3 separate regions of the Mus musculus genome follow, and all the other regions are linked to region 1. The links are chromatin contacts, called in public promoter capture Hi-C maps. All regions are on one chromosome and are shown on one strand. The core of a region is the stretch at or near the end of the contact, and the rest is flanking DNA. Distances in the headings are between cores, read along the strand shown.

Region 1 (5,040 bases), core at 1,738-4,237:
ACACACTTGGAGCAAGGAGCTCTTTTATTATGGTTTTATTATTTTGGGTAGAGTTTATATTTTAGAAAGTTCCCCAAATTTAGAAAAGTTCCCCAAATCTTTTCCCTGAAGGCCATACAAGCTGTCTGAGGAAGGCTGTGAGGAAGAGAACATGAGTTTGTTTAGGTTTATTAGTGTCCCATGTTTCTGCATCTTTCTAATTTTAATCCATAGGCACTTCGTTGGGGTGAGGTTAAATCAAAGATATAAAAGCATGAGAGCATCTGGATGTGGTGGTGCATGCTGTAGTCCCAGTTCTCTGGAGGCTGAGGCAGAGGGCACGAGAATCAGGACTTGGAGGCCAGTCTGGACTATGCAGGGAGGCTGTATCTCAAAATAAAGTGAAACAGAGAACATAAAACTTGGACTGCCTGAGTGCTAGTCCTATTTCTTTCTCTATGGAGCCCACTGAGGAGTCTCTGTGGGCACCTGGAGCTTGAGGAGAGACAGACCTGCTCTGCCCACAGAGCTGCGGTGCTGAGGCCCTGGCTGAGGGCTGTGGGAGCTGGGGCAGTGATGTTAGAGATGCCAGGTAAGGAGTAGCCCCGGGCCCGATGTTGGCCAAGGTGGCCAGGCAGCTTCAGTGGTAGGTCTGCTTACTTATGGTGAATATAGGGCTGTTAGGACAGTCTAGTGAGGTATTTGAGCAGGAAGCAGGCATACATGGGTTCAGTTCCTACTGTGTACAGCGCCTCAGTCCCTGATATGTGACAGGACCATTATTGAACCACTGAGATGGGACCTATACAGTTCAAGGAGCAGACTGACTCCCACAAGTTGTCCTCTGACTAGTAAAAAAAAAAGGATGTAAGGAAATGAACCATTACTGTGCAGACTTAAAGAACAGCAGCAGCAGCTTGATGTTTTTGTTTAGCATCAGTACTGTGCTACCAAGACACAGGAGAGCGGGAGATTTCATGTGCCTGCTGCTAGTAGGACTGCAGAGAGAGACAGGCACAGTGTGTGCTGATAGCTGAAGCTGCTTTGTGTTGACAGCCGATCCAGATTATCAACAGCACCATAGACGTGCTGAAGCCAGGAAAGATTCCCAGTGGCAAGACTGAGGTCCCCTTTGAGTTCCCACTGCTTGTGAAAGGCAGCAAGGTCCTGTATGAGACTTACCACGGCGTGTTTGTCAACATTCAGGTGAGTGCCTAACTCCACTTACTTGCCGCTTTTGTTTTCTGCTGAAAACCAGCTTGATTATTTTTTCTCACTGAAATAACTGAACTCAAGTCTAATAATGGATTGATTCCAAGACTGCTCCTGTGTGTGCTGTATCGTTTTCTCATTTTGTCCTAACTGCATTTTGTGTATGACTGTTACTGGTTTTGCAGAGCTAGAGATTAAACCGTGGGCCTCACACAAGCTGTGACATAAAGTCACGCTCTGAGCCCCTGTGACCCTTGTGTTGACTATGCACTGTGGCTATAATTTCTTCCTTAGGGGTCCTTTGTGCTACCGCATTTTTCTCAGGCCACAGTGACACCACCAGGGTCCCAGATGTGCTTCAGCCTCTTTCTGGCATCAGCACTAACTAGTCTGTTTTATTCTTATGAGTATCTCTTTGTGGAATAAATACCCAAAGGCTGCCCATTCAACATAGGCTGTATTCTTCATTGAGCAAACCTTGTAAATGAGGGGAAGTGGATTTATGATTTCCTGTCTACCTTTGCTGGTGAGGGGTGGCTTTCACAGTTGCTATTGTCTCAGGAGCAGAGCCCAGTCATGACTCAGCCAGAGGAAGAGGCCCCGTCCCTCATTCAATGAAGAGAAAGGTACTGTTGTGTAGTTTGCAGCGGGACAGCTTCCTTGCTAACTGAGAAAATCCTGCAGTCTTAGGATGCACAGAAAGTCAGGAGATTGGAAAGTTGCTTGATTTGTGAATTAAGTTTTAGTTGATCACATTTCACTTAGTAAATACCAATCATTTGCTTAAAATCTAGCACATTTTTTAAAAAGTTTCAAACCATTTGGGAGGGTTAATAAAGGTTTATTCTTTTTTCTTTTCTTTTTTTTTTTTTTTTTGGTTTTCGAGACAGGGTTTCTCTGTGTAGCCCTGGCTGTCCTGGAACTCACTTTGTAGACCAGGCTGTCCTTGAACTCAGAAATCTGCCTGCCTCTGCCTCCCAAGTGCTGGGATTAAAGGCGTGCATCACCTCACCCGGCTAAAGGTTTATTCTTACATAAATTTCACGAACTGTTAGAAACCTGTCAAGGTGAAGAACATGGAGTGCATACTCTGTGGCACAGCCTGCTTTCCATGAAGACATGTTTTCAGGGTTTTCTCACATACCTGCTTCAGGCAGCAACATACAAAAGCTAAACACATGAAAAAAAAATATTACAAAAGTTTCGTTAGAGAGCGCTCAACAGTGAAGACTCCGTGCAGCTCTTGAAGAGACCCAAGTTTGGTTCCTGGCATCCACATGGGGCTGCTCACAGCTACCTGGAACTCTAGCTCTGGGGGGCATCTTCAGGTTTCTGTGGCCCTGTGTGTGTGTGTGTGTGTGTGTGTGTGTGTGTGTGTAATGGAATGGATGCTTCATGCTAGGCCTGAGTTCTGTCTCTACAACTTGCATGGAAGGAAGAACTTACTCCCTACGTTTTCCTCTGACTTCTACATGTGCACTATGGTACACATTATGCTATCCTACACACACACACACACACACACACACACACACACACACACACACACTACACATTATGCTATCCTACACACACACACACACACACACACACACACACACACACACACACGCACGCACGCACACACACAGCAAGCTTATTGGGATAAGATAGATTTCCTGGTCATAGTCTCTTTTGTTTATTGTCACTGAAATGATGAAACTGATTCATTTTATTGATTTCCAGTTAAGTTCAAAGTCTCATCCTTTTCCAGATGCTGCTAAGAGTACAGATGCAGAGTGTGTGCCGTGATTGCGTAGACTGTGTATGTGCTGGAACTCCTAGTCACGAAAGTATTAGTGCGTGGCTAATTCTCTAGAGGGGTTAATGATCCCCTCGCCCAACCTTTTCCTTGGTCATCAGATTTTACCACTTCAGGGTTGACCTCAGCCACAGCATGGGTCTGTATGCAGGCCCAGACAGCTCAGCATTTTGTAAAGATGCAGTTTCCTCTTCGCTGAGCCTCAGGTTTATGTGGGCTCATCACCATTCACCATTGGTTAGTCTCTTCCCTTGCAGAGCTGGGGTGGAAACCCAGCTGGACACATGTGAGACATGGGCTCTGTCACTGAGCTACATCCCCAGCCTTGCCGTTCTTTGTCGTCTGTGTTTACTTTCTGAGTCATTTCAAAGTTAGCTGCAGAGCCTGTGTGCACTTACTTGTCTTACTTCTTTAGTGTCCATTCCCACAAACCCAGAGTTCTATCATACAGCACCATAGATAACCGTCTTTATCAAAATTAACATAAATCCTCAAATAATTTCTAGCTCATATGCAAATGTTTTATTTTCTCTTGTGCAAATATACGTAATAAAAACTAGGATTATGGCTTTTTGCTCTATTTTATCCATCCTTGCCCCCTTTGTTTGACAGGTCTTTTCCTAGTCTCCATGCTTGTCAGTAAGCAAATGTCATCCATGATTTTCTGTGATCCCATGTCTCATCTCAGCATAGGGATTCCCAAGGTGTCGTTTATGGTACCCATTTCTGGCCATGCCTTCTCTGAAGAGCACATGAATGAATATCGGTGCATTACTCAGAATAGAAGCTTTGTTGTTAAACCCTAATACATTCTCAAATTATATAGACACAATGAACTTTTTCTTTTATAATTGAGGTAATATTGTAATAGCATAGTGTAAAAAATCATGAGACAAAATAAGGAATTTAAAATGTAACCTGCATTAAATTTCTGACTTGCAAAAGCTTAGCTTGCTTGTTATTTCTTACTGAGTTCTGCTCTTGTAGCCAAACTGGCAAGATTTTATACTATAGCACAGATGAATATCAGTATCACCATATCTGCTAATATTGCATATTCAAAGTTAATTTTTAAAAATTCTCTTCACCCTTTCTACCGTTAAAAATACTGTGTGTGTGTGTGTGTGTGTGTGTGTGTGTGTGTGTGTGTGTTTTGCAGAGATGATTCAGTGGTTAAAAGCACTTACTGCTCTTGCAGAGGCCAGAGTTCAGCTGCTAGTACTCATAGTGAGCAACTCACAACTACCTATAACTCTTGCTCCATTCCTCTGGCCTCTGTGAGTTTCCTTCATATACACATATCCACACAGACACACACACTACCAACACATAATTTTAAACCTTAAACAAAAAATCCAACCTTGTACCTTCTGGCCTCCTGATGCCCTCTGACCTCGTCCTGAGCTCACCCCACATAGATCATTGCATGGGGCCTAGGAAAGTTAGTTACAAAGTAAGAAGACCCAGGGTTTCCCCGCAGGCAGAGATGGGCTCTAGTTACTGTCCAACCAGCATACAGTATAAGAACTTGGTGTAGGTTTTGTCAGTTTACATCCCACCTCTGTGCCCCACCCCCAGCAGCCTGCCTGACTTTGTTGCTAGAAGATTAGTAAGAGAATCACATGAAGAGCTAGGCACAGGCCTGTCACACAGTGTCCTCTGTGATGAACATGAGTTGATGACTATCCTTACAGTAGCCTTGTACAGCCTTGGCTGTCCTGGAACTCACTACGTAGGCCAGGCTGGCCTTGAACTCACAGAGCTCCACTTGCATCTGCCTCCCAAGTGCTGGAGTTACAGGCAAGTGCCAGTAACAACTCTTTTAAAAATGTTTTTGTTTGCCTGCATATGTGTCTGCACCATGTGCATGGAGTGCCCATGGGGGCCAGAAGAGGGTGTCATATTCCCTGGAACTGGAGTTAAATAGAGATGGTTTTAACCCACCATGTGGTACTGGGAATCAAGCCCAGGTTCCTTTCCAAGAACAGCAAGTGCTTTTGACCACTAAGCTATCTCTCCAGCTTGATTGTAAGTTAGTTGACATTGTA
Region 2 (5,040 bases), core at 1,063-3,562, 190 kb before region 1:
GGACTGAGGTGAGAGCAAGCGGGGAAAGCGTCTACTACAGGAGCTCCATACAGGAAGAATGTAGGCCAGCGGCTCCCCACTGCTCTGATGCTGAGACCCTTCACACAACGTCCCATGTTGTGGTGCCCCCCCAACCAGAAAATTATTTGTATTGTTACTTCTTAACTGTAACTTTGCTGTTATGTGTTAAAGATCTGTTACCCAATGGTCTTAGGGGATCCATGAAAGGTCATTCAACCCCAAAAGGAACCCCAGGTTGAGAGCCGCTGATCCAGGCAGTCACTTTGTGTTTATGCCAGTCTCCAGTTGGGGAAAAGCTTTGTGTCAAGATTAAAGAGGACAGTGTGTTTGAAAGTGACCAAGTGCCTGTGTTGAGCCAAGGTTAATGGTGCTACAACAGACCCGTCCTGACCCAGAGCAGCCTGGCTCCTTACCTCAGCTGCTGACACCCAGGACCTGGCAAAACAGGTAAGAGGAGCAGGAGCGCAGCTTGAGTCTGCACTGCAGACACAGCTGCCCTGCAGACAGCCTGGACCATGGGAGCTGCACTCAGTCCACCAGTGCCACGCACAGCTTCCATATCCCCAGGCTGTCCTCACACACAACACAAAGAGGCTGGCCCTGCGTTTAGAATGGACCATTTGATCTACTTACTGCACATAGTCTCCAGACAAAACCAGACATAAAAGAGGAGCCCGGATTCTCAAGGCAAGTATAGTAAAAGCGGGCCACTCAAACAGAGCTGGGGTCAATTTAAAATGCAGTGCTTCCCGCCCGTCTTTATGTTATGTGTCCCTCACTGTAAGAACATGACATTTAATGACATGTAAGTGGGAACCAAGGACAGTGACCAAGTTCTGAGGTCTTAGATTACTGCAGCTTTGTTTAAAATGAAAAAAAAAAAAAAAGTAGTTCTACTATTTATTAGGTATAAGTAACTCTTGGGTATGTTGTCCAATATCACAAAATATGCTTGTTACCTAACTAAAGCAGAGTCCTGTAGCCCATGACAAAAGGCAGTTCTGCTCTGGTACACAAGCTCTGACTATGAGCACAGTGTCCAGAATCACATTTGTTTCTTTTCTACCTAAGTTTCTTACCTTCTGAAGGCCACTCAACAGACCCTGTGCAGGCTAGCACTGAAAAGAGAGGGCTGTGGGTTAGAAACTGCCTCCGCACGGCAGGATTCCGGGCTCTGCACAGGAAAGGGACAGAGCAGACTCAGGGAGATGGCACTCAGTTCTGTCCTTCATCCCCACAGGACAGGCCCCCACGTGCTCTCAACACAGAGACAGTACCACAGGGGAGCACAAATCAACATGATAATCACTCAGGTAAAGAATCCATTTTAAAAACCAAATTATCTGTTAAACCTCCAATTTTTACTTTCAAAGACACTTGCAGCCAATGTCTCTGTCTCACAAGTCTTTTCCCTTTACATAGGCGACAGGATTGTGCCTGCTTTACCTACCACACCCGGACCCGCTTCACTGCACACGAAGATTGTTTTTTTACTGTTTACATTTTTCCTTAAGTTAATTTTTAAAAAAGCATAGTAAAGACTCTGAGGACAAATTATTCAACTGTTTATCATACATAAGACCGCATGACTATAATACAAAGGGGGGTCTTTTTTCATTTAACGTTACAATATACACAGCAAGTCTGGACTAGATCTTACAATCTGAACACAGGTATTTAACCTCTCCATGCTGTTTATGTTTACAATGCACAGAAGTCCTGTAACCAAACTGTGTAGTAAAGCACACAAAACTGGACTGTAACGTGACACGGTATGCAGAAGCACTGGATTGTGTGGCTCTCTTTACGTAAATATAGCTTTAAAAACTGCTTTCTTTTTTGGTGCTTGCTAAAATGTGGCAACCAGCACAGAAAGAAAAAAAGAATGACCTGAGCCACGTGGGGTGGGTGTGTGGCACCTGGGGCTCCGCAGCCACAGGCGCTGCGCCCTCCTGACAGTGCTGTGCTCAAGGTGAGGCCTCTGTACGGAAATGCTCATCAACTACCAAGCTCAAAACAATCCACAGGCTTGACATTTAATTACAAAATCAATATGGGTTTCCTGATTAACACCTGAAGTGTCTGTGTTTATAGAAACGGGGCTCTCTGAGTCTCCACTTGCACTCACAGAGCTTAGGCCTTTCTTTTGTTTACATATAAAAAACAAAAAAAAACCTGCTTTTGCTCAGAAACAAAAAAAAAAAAAAAAAACACCAAACAAACCTTGACCTAGTCAGCCACGTGGAATTAAGCAATAAAAAGTACCGTGGTGTTCTGCTGCGTTGCTTCCAACAGGGTTATTGGCAGAGGTAGATCACTGCTTCTTTCTAGGCTTCTTTTGATCCTGGACAGGGAAATTACTCTATCTTCATTCTCCCAATTCAACTGCTTCAGAGTATAACACCCTAAAATTGCTCAATTTCAATGGGAACACAGATTTAGCCACTGCCAGACTGTGCTACTTGAAGGCAGCAGCATCTCCAGACAAGGCAACTGCTAGTGCCAGCCTGCTTCCTTCAGGTCATGCTCAGAGCTCTGCCTGCTTCCTGTTCCTACTGTGGACCTGTCGGTTCAATCAAGGTCTCAAGTTCAAGTTTACAAGGAAGTTAATCAGGAATACAAGATCAACTGCTGGCTCCATAGCTTCTGGATCCAGTGTCCCTTTCCCTTCAGAAGCCTGAACACATTTAGAATGTGACAGGTGTTGTAATCTTGAATTAGATGTCAATCTATTCTGTCCAGTACAAGATTGCTGTAAATGTATTGGCTATGGATTCAACAACAGTTCCAGTTTTGTTTAAGCAATAGTACAGCCATCATTTCAACTGACGTTTAAAACGGTCTCGTTACACCTGTGTCAAAGTGCAGGCCTGCGACATTATTGGTTACAGACATCTATGTGCTATAAAAACAGCTTTGGTACAATAAATTATCAAAAAAGAAAATAAATTTTTGTAAAATTCACAGCATAATTGTGAGGCAAAAAAGCAGTCACATAAAATTCTGCATTTTAAAATGTTCAGGGTGAACAGAAGACGTCTTTGTGCAGAAGAAATGGTGGAGACACCACGTGCCGAGAAAAAGCCAAAGAAAAGGGAAAAGCAGGAAGGGACACAGCTGTAGCTATTTCCATCAAAGCAAACCACTACCTCTGTGGCCTTCAACCAAGAAGGGAGTCAGCTTTATGACACACGCAAAGTGACCTTGCAATACCTTACAATTAGTGGGTCACAAAAGTCTATTTTAAAAGAAAGGCCTCTTGAATTACCCATTCTCTGTGTTTTCAGCATTAAGGACTGTCTGCAAACGCATGTCCACAAGTGATTGCATCTGAAATGGTGGGCTCTTCTAACTCCGAGTCCAAATCCGTAAGGCCAAAGGTTATCCCAAGGACCACCACTCAGACCTCCCCAGGACTGGCCACAACCGACCCGCTGATTGCTTCTCAGTGCGCCTTGGTAAGGAGACCGACCAGTCACGTTCCATCCTATCCTCCTGTGGCCTCTCCAGCAGGAGACCCACAGGATCCCATGCAATGGCTGCTTTGCTCCTCAGTAGGCTCAGATAGGAGAGTCCTGATCCCCGCCACTTAGCATGCTTAATGTGCCTTACAAATGTCAACACAATCGTCCCTTTCACACAGCTGAAGATGATGTTTGTGTGTGCTAGAGGTCCCTCTTCCTTACAGTACTGCATTTCCGTGCCCAAGTGTGTAGAGGACATAAAAAACCCAAATTTCCCACCCCACCCCCAGCCCAAAATGAAACAAAACAAAACAAGGGAAAAAGGGAAAAAATAAAAATGAAAACAAAACAAAACACCCTTATGGGGCCCTTTATGCAAATTATGTGCAGTGCCTTTTTATTTTAAAATTAGTTGGCAAATGACCAAGACCAACAGCTGAACATTAACTCTTGTTGGATAGAAAGACAAAACCCACTGTGACCAGGAGATGGAAGTTAAATGGGGGAGGCAGAAAGAGGACACTCTGAGCTCTCCGTGAAGATGGGTGGACATGGCTCTTAAAAACTTCATTGTCCCTTTGCAATCTTTTCAAGTTAAAAAAAAAAGTCAGCTTTGCCCTCTTGTAGCGGTTCAGTGTGTTAATCTCCTTCTGATTCAAGCAGCTTTGCACTTTTGTTTTTTGGGAAAAAAACACCACTTCTATAAAAACACACAAGAAACAAACTCAAGTTTCAATGTAGTCACGAGCTAGCTACAGGACTCTGTTGCACACAAACTCCTGTCATGGGAGACTCTTCTCTATCAGCCCCTTGTCTCATCGCCAGATGTCCTTCAGTCATGTAATGTGCAGGACCTGTATTAGCAGAAAATTGGTATGTTGGATGTCCAGCTATGCCAGTCTCTTGGCGGGGATTGGAGTAGACGGTCAAATTAACGTCCATAGCTCCATTCTGTCCAAAGTCCAAGGTGTTAGCAGCCACTGGGCGGTTCTGATAGGCCTGATTGCCTTGATTACCAGTAGAGGAGGAAGATGTCGAGGAAGAAGTTGTTGAGGAAGACAGGGATGTCATGGAGTGGTGACTGTGGCCAACCTCCATAGAATCCTGGGTAGAGGAGCTATTTGTTGGAGAATTGTAGACCCTTGGCCTGGTCCGGTTACCCAAGGCTTGCTGTCCATGGTGGTGGTGGTGGTGATGGTGGTGGTGGTGGTGATGGGAACTGTTTCCATGGTGATGATGCAATGCGTTCTGCTGGGGGGCTACATGAAAGGTTGTCTCTTGAACAGGATGAGTTTCAACAGTGACTTGTGTAGGAGCTTCAGTGCCTGACCATCCCAGAGGAGCCGGAAACTGCTGGCGCACCTGTGGGGGCATTGTGAAAGGGTTATCAGCACTGTCTCCAAGCTTAAGCCATGCCTGACATGTACACCAGTGCTCGCTCACTCACTCATGGGTAGGTATATTCCCTTCTTCAACCCACTGAGAGGAGCAGTATATCCTTCCAAAGCAGAGTGCTTCCCATCCAGAATCCTTCAGTGTATCCTAGTGCACATAA
Region 3 (5,040 bases), core at 1,204-3,703, 140 kb before region 1:
AGATTACTCTTGATAACAAAAGAACGGAAAACATGGGTTTCTATGACACTTTACCACAGCTCTGTGCACAGCTATCAAGAATTAAAGCAAAGAATAAAATGTAAAAGCACTTACTAAACTCTAACTTTTGCCAAACTGTGTCATGAGCCACAGAACCAGAGCAGTCCTGTGAAGGCTCAGCTGCAGCTCCATCTCTAGGTGAGAACTAAGAAGCAAGTCCCTTGGCAGCACCTCCTAGGGAGGCAGAGCAAGACTATTTACAGAGCCCTCAGTCTCTACCATGCCTTAAAAATACTGCTGGGAAAGTTCTTGAGAAATCCTACAGATTCCTCCAAAGAGAAGAGGGCTGCTGGATCTGCAAAGAAATGGAGGAGTTACTGAGTCACGGTAGAGGAAGGAGACAGACAGACAGACTGTCAACAGAGCATCTGCTCTAGACAAAACCTATGTGGGTAGCTGTGGCCATAGGAGAGAGATTTAAAAAAGCATTCAAGCAAGACAGCATTCACACGTTTCAGAAAGCACATTTAAAAAATAAAGATAAAAGGCCTTATTTAATAGTCCTGAATCTTCTGATCAGCTCACTGTCCTGTGAAGAACACAGAACTCCAAAGTGCTTCCCAGCCAGCCTCAGGCTGCACCTGCAGCTGCCTTTCTTTTAAGCAGCATCTTAAACACAGAACAGTTCCGGGCTGGAGATGCAAGGTGGCTTGGGTATAGCTTAGTGGTGGAGCTGGACGTAACATACACATGAGATCCTGAAGTTCAGTCTACAATACAGGGCATGCCGGGAAAAGGATTGGGGGCAAAGAGTACGGAGCGAGGATTGTTAAAGCGGGCGAGAGACCACGCACAGGAAGATGCACACAAGCATCCCAACGCTCAGGTGTCTGGAGTCAATGTGCCAACTTATTAGTTAGCAACTGGGTAACACTGGGTAAGTCAGCTAGATCCTCGCCACCTTTTCCCATCTGAGAAATGGGCTAATAAGTTAACAGCATCTAAACATCCCTGTTTCTGACTAAAATAACAGAAACGATGAGCTTAAAGGGTTTGGTAAGAAAACAGAGAGAATTTGTGTTTTAATTCAACAACCGAAGCGTGAGACTGCAAATAAGTGTAAGGCTAGTAGTGCAGAAAAGGGGAGATGCATGAAAGTCGATCAAGTCCACTTGACAGCCTGAGTGCATCAACAGGACACACCTCTGAGCCCAGACTACCTAGAAAACAATGGTGATTAGCACAAGTCAGAAAACAACTCCACTACGTAATGGTGTTTCCCAAGATGTATCCTGACCCGAAATTCAAAGACCACTTTCTGATATGCATAGCAGTTTCCACATTTTCTAGTCTAAGACAGTTAAAACTGTTAAAACAAAACACCAAGAAGATTTCAGTACCACAATAAGGGAGACAGTCAGAGGACTCAGAAGCTAGGACATGCACTGGTGTTGCAGAGGGCCTGAATTCAGTTGCCAGCTACAAAACAGACAGACAGACAAACAAACAAACAAACCCGATGTTTTCAATTAACTCTATGGCCCTCACAATTCCCACTTATTACAACAAAGCTTCCAATATTGGTCTTGAGTTTCATTTACAGTAGCACCTGGAAATATGAACTCACTAATCTCAAAGATTTGTGAAGTCTTTGTATCACTTTTCTACAAATCCATTTGATCCACTGGAAGCTTATGATCAAATAAGTGATCATGAGTAGGCTTGGCAGCATGCTCCTCTAATCCCAGATCTTGAAAGGGAAAGAGGAGGAAGGAGGGAGAGGAAGAGGAAGAAGAGGAGGAGGAAGAGGATATTGGGATATTGTGGGCCTGTGTTATTCTTAAAGAGAAATTGTTAGTCAAACTGATTCACAGCAATTTATATCAAGTATATGAGGAACCACACAAGACATAATTACTGAAGTGTGCAAAGACTAAGGGATAATTTTTGAAAGATTATCTCACTTTTATTCAAATGCATGTTATATAGTATCAAATATAGTAAATTCTAAAATTCAGATTCAGTAAATTAATCTTTAATACATAAAATCTTTCTTTCCAGCTGAATGATAACTAATATAAAAATTCTGGCACACACCAAACCCAACTTTTCTACTTCCCAGGTTAAAAGGTAGTTTTTCTCGTGAACAGTCTTGCCTTTCAGGAGGAGCTCTGGGATTTGTACCCAGGGCTTTGCAGCTACTCTAACCACTAAGAATTCTGCCCCTTACTCAATTTTAAAACCTTCAAAAATTAAATCCTCAACTATTTAAATACTGTACATATATAAAATGTTCTCAAGGAGTAGTTACGATTTGTTGGCTGAACAGCAGAGGCAGGTGGATCTGAGTTGGAGGCCAGCCTAGGTTTACAGAGTGAGTTCAAGGACAGCCAGGGTGGATTACACAGAGAAACCCTGTCTTGAAAAATCAACAACAAAACCCAATGACAACAAAAACAATGTGTTTATGCCAACAGCCTGGACTGTGGATTCTCTTACAATGTAACTGAAGCATGTATGTCCTCATCAGAAGGAAGGCAGCAACTGCAGACCCTGTGTCGTTCCTGCACAACCCCCCAGGACTTCCTCTCGCAGTCAGTACTGGATCCTGGGAGCTCCCAGGAACATATAACTACTACTTAAGTACAGCAAAACATTCAACTGCTTCACAATGAAAGCAAACATCCCGGAATGACATGGAATCTTTGTAGCAAACTCTACTGAACAGTTCATTCACTAAGCCCTGAGCCAGACACTCAGCACTGCCCAATAGCTCACAGTCTGTGTGGCTATTCAGACCAAGATAAGTTATAAATGTAAAACTTCATTAACTTCTTTAACTTCATTACTCCTTAACATCTTAAAGTTGATTAGATATTAAAATAATATATTTTAAATATACTGGGTAAACTATATAATTATTATTAAAATTAATTTTAATTTATTATTAATTTTAAAATGCGATTGCTTGCTACGTGGACACTGTTGTTGTAGGCAAAGGTCTATCATTAGTGGTATAACTGTGAAGGTGGTGAGCAAAGCCTGGGCCTCCAGAAAGTCTGCATGTCCCTCTGTGTGAGTGGGAGGTGTGCAAATCAAAGTTATCAGATCCCAAGGGCTGGCTGTTCACAAGAAACCAGACAGGTACAGTAGCGAGAACGAGTGCTAGCATTTCCCTTCTCTTGTCTTCTCCACAATCTACACTAAAGACAAACAGGTCTTCCTTTAGTACAACTCAGTGCATTGGTAGGGGCTGTCTGGGGCTACAGCAGAGCTTCCAAAGCAAACTCCAGCCTGAGCTGCAAGGCATGGCATACTATATTTAACTGAGTCTTCAGGGACTCAAAAGCAAGCAGGAAAGCCAAGTTTGACCCAGTTCTATAAATGGCCTCCATCCACCATCCAAGTGAGGGGTCTTTTTCAGTCTTTTCCTTCTACCCAACACACACACACACACACACACACACACACACACACACACACAGTCTCTCTTCTCTCTCTCTCTCTCTCTCTCTCTCTCTCTCTCTCTCTCTCTCTCTCTCTCTCTCATTCCTCATCCAGCTTACTTCTATCATCTCTGTCAAAACCTTATCTGGAACAGTGGGGTCCAAACTGCTTCTACCCAGGCTCCATGCCCCCAGTTGCTTCTCAGGATTGCTATCAAAATTGATGTTCTCAGAAGTCTCAAAATCTCACCACCTGGAGCCCCCAGAGCCTGCAGGCTAAGTGCTCACGCCTCTCCCACCCCACTTCCCACCATTCCTCTCTGTTCTATCTCCCAGCACTTCTGTCTCAACCACACTGACCTTCTTGCTGCTCTGCAACAGCGTCTGGCAGGACACGTCTTGAATATGCAGCCTGCTCCCTTTTCTACTCCAAAAATTTTGAACTCAAAATTTGAGCCAGGGAGTGGTGGTGCAAGCCTTTAATCCCAGCACCTGGGAGGTGGAGGCAGGCGGATGTCTGAGTTCAAGGCCAGCCTGATCTACAGAGTGAGCTCCAGGACAGCCAGGGCTACACAGAGAAACCCTGTCTTTAAAAAAAAAAAAAATTGAGACCCGAATTAGATGTTATCCTAAGAAAACTTCTCCTAGAACCTTACTAAATAACTCAGTACCATCCTTCCCTTAGGACACTGTTCTCAGCTCCCAGAGCAAGCGTACTAAAGTCATCATTATGCTCTTGAAATAGAATCAGAACCCTTGAAGGAAGGATGATAACAGTTATTTGTCTCTGCATTTTGGAACTACAAAAGAGCAAGGCCTTAAAGGTGACAATGAGCTAATGAGTGAAAGAAAGAGCAACTGTGGCTCCCTGCCCATGATGTGCAGACTTGGGCTGAATAGGGCACTCCTTGGGGGAATCCTACACTTCCCTAGGCTAGTGATATAAACACTGCACACCAAAAACATTGCACAACTTCTCTGCTCACATAGATTCCTATGCAAGGACTGTCATACCCACTCTTAGGGACAGTCCCTGAATGAGTAGATGTGCTGACATCACTGTAAAGGGAAAGCTGTGATGTAGAGAACCTTGCAAACGTATATAAAAAGGTCAACGGCAAATGCAGACTAGAGCAGTCCCCATCTTATAGCCCAGCATACTTGGCCTATAGAAAACACTCGCATACAGATGCTATCATATGGGGCTATTTGGAATCTGGACACCCTTCTTGTAGAGCCAAAAGGTGGGAAGGAGGGAAGGAAAGCCATGCCTACAATAGAGGAACAGGATTTATCAGCTAAGCATGCCACACAGGGCACTTACTTCTTCATTGAGTGACAGATGGTCCTGAATTTTCTCATACCAACTCAAGTATTTTATCTGTGTGTGCGTGTTAGAGGAATATCTATCCAAACCTCTAAATTCTTACCAGAAACACCAGACTGTTTACCGTTTGTTCATTACCAAAGCCAGAGTTACAAGGAGTACGGAGACAGAGCCAGATGTGGCATCCTAAGCTGCCTGTCCCGTGGCTTGACCCAGTCTTTTCTATTGCCTAACACTTTGAACCTGAAAAGAGTTTCTTTATTGATT

Evidence for each region. Capture Hi-C pulls out chosen DNA fragments and counts their contacts.
Region 2: a promoter capture Hi-C map of liver shows a contact between it and region 1. The contact joins two enhancer-like sites. A contact is called at or near these places in 9 of 484 Hi-C or Micro-C datasets (the G1E-ER4 cell line, brown adipocytes, cerebellum and 3 more), 2 of 115 datasets of contacts at active chromatin or transcription factors (bone marrow-derived macrophages and large pre-B cells) and 3 of 9 other capture datasets (adipose tissue, embryonic stem cells and liver).
Region 3: a contact with region 1 is called in a promoter capture Hi-C map of liver. The contact joins two enhancer-like sites. A contact is called at or near these places in 3 of 484 Hi-C or Micro-C datasets (the HPC-7 cell line, bone marrow-derived macrophages and nephron progenitors), 2 of 115 datasets of contacts at active chromatin or transcription factors (bone marrow-derived macrophages and embryonic stem cells) and 3 of 9 other capture datasets (adipose tissue, liver and pancreatic islet).

What each region holds. Positions count from the first base shown.
Region 1 is chr16:94,506,883-94,511,922 of GRCm38.p6, reverse strand. It overlaps Vps26c (VPS26 endosomal protein sorting factor C), which reads left to right. Exons shown (of 8, transcript NM_007834.3): 3 at 1,036-1,185. All of the region lies in intron 3 of Gm31323 (a long non-coding RNA gene), which reads right to left. Among named protein-coding and RNA genes, the nearest start is that of Vps26c, 17 kb to the left of the region's middle. Within about 2 kb of position 2,987, at least 11 of the 459 cell types and tissues checked have an H3K27ac peak or open chromatin away from gene starts, as enhancers often do. A contact at or near this core is called in liver, where this site is marked.
Region 2 is chr16:94,691,388-94,696,427 of GRCm38.p6, reverse strand. It overlaps Dyrk1a (dual-specificity tyrosine-(Y)-phosphorylation regulated kinase 1a), which reads right to left. Exons shown (of 12, transcript NM_007890.2): 12 at 909-4,847. The coding sequence ends at 4,227. Among named protein-coding and RNA genes, the nearest start is that of Gm41504, 20 kb to the left of the region's middle. Within about 2 kb of position 2,312, at least 11 of the 459 cell types and tissues checked have an H3K27ac peak or open chromatin away from gene starts, as enhancers often do. A contact at or near this core is called in liver, where this site is marked.
Region 3 is chr16:94,647,499-94,652,538 of GRCm38.p6, reverse strand. The region is part of intron 2 of Dyrk1a (dual-specificity tyrosine-(Y)-phosphorylation regulated kinase 1a); the gene reads right to left. Among named protein-coding and RNA genes, the nearest start is that of Gm41504, 64 kb to the left of the region's middle. Within about 2 kb of position 2,453, at least 8 of the 459 cell types and tissues checked have an H3K27ac peak or open chromatin away from gene starts, as enhancers often do. A contact at or near this core is called in liver, where this site is marked.